Linked DNA regions of Rattus norvegicus: region 1 is linked to region 2. A link is a contact called in public Hi-C data. All regions are on one chromosome and are shown on one strand. Each heading gives the region's core, a stretch centred on a gene start, on an enhancer-like site or on the middle of the called end of the contact. The rest is flanking DNA. Distances are from core to core; before and after follow the strand shown. Region 1 overlaps LOC134481019 (a long non-coding RNA gene). Region 2 has its middle 54 kb from the start of Hes1.

The links. A called contact is a pair of places that touch in the nucleus more often than the background predicts.
Region 1: a Hi-C map of psoas muscle shows a contact between it and region 2, with 7 times the contacts expected there. The contact joins two enhancer-like sites. A contact is called at or near these places in 2 of 12 Hi-C or Micro-C datasets (mammary epithelial cells and psoas muscle).

What each region holds. Positions count from the first base shown.
Region 1 is chr11:84,540,984-84,543,683 of GRCr8, reverse strand. LOC134481019 (a long non-coding RNA gene) reads right to left here. Exons shown (of 2, transcript XR_010056167.1): 2 at 1,234-1,579. Among named protein-coding and RNA genes, the nearest start is that of Opa1, 150 kb to the left of the region's middle. Within about 2 kb of position 1,408, at least 9 of the 93 cell types and tissues checked have an H3K27ac peak or open chromatin away from gene starts, as enhancers often do.
Region 2 is chr11:84,266,075-84,268,774 of GRCr8, reverse strand. No RefSeq gene overlaps it. Among named protein-coding and RNA genes, the nearest start is that of Hes1, 54 kb to the right of the region's middle. Within about 2 kb of position 1,259, at least 71 of the 93 cell types and tissues checked have an H3K27ac peak or open chromatin away from gene starts, as enhancers often do.

The DNA.
Region 1 (2,700 bases), core at 159-2,658, 270 kb before region 2:
CAGACACCAGAAGAGGGCATCAGATCTCATTACAGATGGTTGTGAGCCACCATGTAGTTGCTGGGATTTGAACTCATTACCTCTGGTAGAACAGTCGGTGCTCTTAACCACTGAGCCATCTCTCCAGCCCGGGGCTACACAATTTAAATACCACATTTAGACATTTAAATGTTTGCTGTGTGAGCCAGGCTGGCCCAGACTCCCAGCACAACAAACAAAGGGTTAGGATAGCAAGGGTCTTTTGCCTGGAGTGGGGAAGTGGGGGTGCATCCAAATTTAGGGTGAAAGCTTTCCCCCGTGTCCTCTGGGGCCTGGGACTAGAACAAAGTCACCAGAACCTTTGAAAAGAAGATGCCCTTGGGTCCCAGACAAGATGGTGAGCACTAGACAGATGTGTTCAGATTTGAGTGTGCACCTCAGGGATGAACTGGCATGGTTTTCCTTGAGGAAAGGCCCAGAGGCCTGGCTCAGAATCACCTGCCTGCCATTAACTTTGGGAGAGATGATCCCACAGATAACATTTCTCCCTACCAACAGTCTAGTCCTGTGTAAGAAGCTGAGGATAAGCTCTTGGATCAGATGAACAGCACACAGCAGCTCTCTGTCTTCCTGCAGAGGGAAGCCAGTGTCCCCAAGACAAGGACTGTGGCATACTCCCACACCCCTCTCCAGACACATAATAGCAGGTGTGACCATCTTCTTATACTGCCCTTATAGCTGTTTCTTAGGAAAAGAACTTGGATCATTAGGAGAGGAGACAGGGCTACATTCCCAGCCATTCTTGCAGCTGGAGTGGTCAATGAGATGTGAGCAGAAGTCACCAGGTGGTCTTCAAGGGGGCTGACTTATTGGATGGGGCCTCATGGCGACCCCTGCATTTTCCTACTTCCTTTCTGGAAAGCACTGAGAAGGCAGGGGCTTATGGTCATCTTGGCCCATGAAGCCATAGAGCCAAGAGCTCTAGGATGCTTGATGATCCTGTGGACTGCAGCCTCTCTACACATGTATTCTCAGACATCTCTGCCAATTGTGCCTGAATCTGGCAAAAATCATGGTGACTAGGATGTGGTTGGTCTGGGCCAGGCAGACTTCCTTACACACACTCATACACAGTGAACCCCTGATGCCTGGAGACGCACACAGGTTGTCTGTGGCCTAGGGGGTCAAGCTGGGGCTGAGCCTGGCAAAGGCAAGATGTTAAACAGTGAGTGTCTGTGCTTTAAAACAACAGTCTTAAAAGAAAGAAAGTTTCACCTTAAATTAGGGATCAGTTTGAGCCCTCTGGCTCTGAGGTAGGAGCCAGAGATGTCCTGGCTGTCCTGGGTGGAGGTGTGCGGGGTGTTGGGAGAAGTGGCTTCTTGGGCAGCCTCTTTCAAGTGTCTCCATCCTTTGGACCCATAGGGGGCACTAAGGAACTGTGGATCTTGTCTTCTTTCTAGCCGAGGTCTGTGCTAAGACCTCCAGACCTTCAGCCATCCCTGGAGGAGCTGTGGAAGAGGGATGAGGGCTAGCGCAGGGCATGACTAGGTTCTAGTAGATGGAATGAAGTCTTCTCTCACCTCCCATCATGCTTAACGATCTAAAATGTAAAAAGGGGAGAATATGTGATTCAAAAGCCCGAAGACAAAACCACTGACCTCCCAACTCTGTCACCCCACCATAGGGGCGGCCTTCTCCCTTCCAACCCCCACCTTAGATTAGGAAGAGGCCTGGGAGACCACTCACTTGGCAGCCGAGGAAAGAGAAGGCCCGCAAGGCTAAGCAATGAGTGCAAAGTGAAGCCAGCCACCAGCCGCTGCTCTGGGACGGTAATCTCGGTGTTCCAACTTCCAGTCTAGCGGCGCCCCCACCCCCATGCCCAACACGCCCCCTCCACTGCCTGGGCCACATTTGTTTTCTTTTCCGGGCCCTGGGGGACTCTGGCAGGGCTGGGGGTCTGATGTGAACTGGAATCTGTTCAATTTCACCTCTCATTGCGCCTGCCAGCTCCGCTGACGGAGGCAATTAGAACCAGACATCCCACAAGGGCATTCCAGGAAGCTCTCTTAAAATTCCACAGCGGCTGGGGACTTGCCTTTTCCTGCAGGGATCATCTGGTGTGTAAATAGCTAGTTGTGTAAGACACGGGATGGGAGGAGGGAATCTCTCTCCCTCTTACACACACACACACACAACACACACACACACACACACACACACACACACACACACACCCAATACGCATTCATCCACAGAGAGACAAAAAAATCCCAGCAACCCTATTACTTTTAACCTTCTGAAGGGAGAAGTTAGGAATTTACAGGCCTCCCCTGGGAGCATCTAATTGCTTGCTTCCTGGGATGGCTGCCGTGTTTGCCTTGGACGGTGGGTGGCAGGGACACTGGGGAACTAGGGCAAGACGTCCCAGGCTCTCTTCTACCCACTGCAGATGGCTGTTCCCCACTCTCTCCCCCGACTTCTCAGGGATAGGCTTGTAGGGGTTGGAGGTCAGTGTAGCTAGTAGTCATATATAACTACCCGTGGTCACGAGGAAGCCACAAAGAGGAAATGGGAAGGTGAAACTCTGGCTCAGAAGCTGTCTATTTCCTCTAACCCACTTTACACCCCTGCATTGGAAACGGGGCAGCCCCGGGGGCCAGGAGCCAACAGGAGCCCTGTTTTCCAAGCTCCCATTTCTCTGTTGTCACTTGAAACCTGGCT
Region 2 (2,700 bases), core at 10-2,509:
CACCCTACTCAGATTTATGTTCTACAGATGGGAGATTTGAGACCGAAAGATTAGCCTGACCGAGGTCACACGTCTGGGCAACAAGGTTCTGAACCTGTGATAAATAGTGTTGACAAGCGTTCATGAGGGGGTGCGCTCAACCGGCAGAATGGCTGTCACACGCAGAATTCTGTGTTGTTGATGGGGAGGGTCAGGGAGTTTACATAGAAGAGTAGCACTTCTTTGAATGAGAAGCAGGAGAGAGAAAGAGACTAGTTAGGCAGGCTGTGACTGATGCCATAGTCAGGGACAGAAATCAAGTGCAATGGGGGACTTCAGGAGAAGCAGCTGTTGAACTAGATGAGGTCAACCTGGGAAGACCCACAGAGGTGAGTGGGTCAGCACCCACTGTCAAAGACAAGCAGGGTGAAGAAACAGAAATAGATCAAGTGGAGGAGAGCTGGGTACAGCAGAGAACCCACCCACCAGGCCCCTAGTCTCCTAGGGTGATCCCCCACACACCTCGACCCCTCAAAAAAGCAGCAGGAGGCTGATGCTAGGTGAAGCCACTGGATCCCTGGATTCTTGAGGTTTGCCCCCAGCCCCATCTGTTGGCGTCCCAACTGCCCTGGAAGACAGGACACCACAAGAATCCTTGGCTGAGGAGACACTTGGCCTAGGAGTGGAGAACTTGGCTTGGAACAAAGGCACACTGAGCTGTCTCCATTCTTGGATGGCTGCCACCCAGAATGTGACTTTGCCTACATCTCCCTGCATGGCTAGGCATTGGAGACCTTGGCCCTGGCAGACTTCTGGATTCATGTGACTCTCACCCGATGGCTAGAGGGGAGGCTGACCCCACATTGAGGTGGAGGGCTCTTGCCTAGCTCCCGGAGGGAAGGGTCAGGCAGAGTGGAACCTCTTGCTCAGGGCTGGCAGGGTCCAGACTGGAGCTGTCACACAATTCCAGTGAGGCCGGTCCCCTGCCTAGCCCTCCGTTCTCTGGCCCTTCCCGGAAAGAGGTCACCGCCCAGGAGCTCTCATAACAGGGACTCTCTGTGTCCAAGGCCGGCCTGGTGGAGCAGGAGGATGCAGAGGGCCAGCGGGGGCAGGAGAAGGTCGTGCTGGGCCGCTCGCTGCGGGTGGCGCCGCAGCCCCGGGTCGCAGGCAGGGACCGGGCGTGTGGGAGGAGAGGCGGCGCGCGCTCGGAAGTGGCCCCGGGCGGCCTCCCGGGCGGGCGGCTCCTGTTTCCCGGCTCCCGAGCGGGCGGGCGCGGGCCAGCTGCTGGGAGGTGAGCGGAGCAGCGTTTTCCCACAGTCTGGGGCGGTGACACATGGCGCTCACACATTCCACAGCCGGCGGCCGCGCCAGGCCTGGCGGTGAGTCAAGGCAGCGCGGGGAGCTGCCGAGAGCAGGTTCCGACTTTGGCACCCGGCGCGCCGCCTTCCCGCCTTGCCCAGCCGGGCGGGGGCGGAGGGGGAGGGGACGCCGGTTAACCCTTGGCGAGCTAGGCGTGCCGCAGCAGAGGCTCGGATGCAGGCCCACTGAGGAGGGAGTTGGGGGAGATGAATGCATCACTACTGGGGAAACCAAGTCCCGGGTGCGTTCTTTGCTTTTTCAGACGAGGGGGTGGGGTGGGACGGGGGTTGGAGGCGGTATCTTTAATCCAAATTGGTCTGAATTCACTGTGCCTTCGAGCTTCTGGTGATGCTCCTAGTTACAAAGCAGAAAACCCGAGAAGTTGCTCCTTCGAGAAGGTGCCACTCCTGGCTTTTAGATTCAGACACTGCCAGAGAGACTGGAGGGGTAAGGAGAAGGCTAACTATCACTGTCCCTTCATCAAGACTCTCCCTTCTGAGCCTGACCGCTGTGACCAGGACCCGCTCCGGTGTGTGTTCATCGACTGGATCAGAAGTTTGGATCGCAGTTCATTCTGGCAGTAGTTGTACAGATAGAAGGAAACAGCTGGAAGCCTCTGCGGACAAATGCACACCCACATAACCACACACCAAAAAAGGAGGGGGACTGTGACTGTGGTGGGTGTTGTCCCCATGGGAAGGCCGAGCACTCCAAACGTGGCTTCCCTTGGGCGTGTGTGACCTCTGCTTGACTTCTGCAGCTGTTGCTGCAACCATTCCCACCCCGATCTCTGCACCCACGTATTCTGAGACCACACAAGCCTGCAGCTTTCTTCAAACTTTAAGGTCCCACAGACCAAGTTTCAAACTTCGCGTTTTTTTTCTTTTGAGTAATGTAGCCCAGGCTAGCCTTGGATCTTACAGGAGCATGCCGCCACACCCAGCACCTGGTTTATTAGAGAGACTTAAGTGAAGTTCCAGAAGTTAGGACCGGTAAACTTCACTTCGGTGTCTAGATGTAGTTCAGATTGTCGTCCCCCCCCCCCCACACACACACACACAACCTTTTCCTCTCGCCTCCCTACAGCAGGTACTTGTGAGCCCCTCCCCCACAGACCTGCCAATCACCATCTCTAAGCATCACAGGAAGTGTGTCTTCCAGGGCTCAGATTTTGTAGAACCTAGTAGGACTTTTTGAGCTCTTCTTTTGGTTGGGGAAATAAACCACGCCTAGCCTCTGACTAAGTCAATAAGTGCTCAGTTATGCTAGTGTGATCAAAGGACCGGCCAATATGTCCCCTCTGGAGAGCCAGAGTCAACAGGGTACACGCAAGGTCATTCAGTCAGCATCATCCACAGCTAC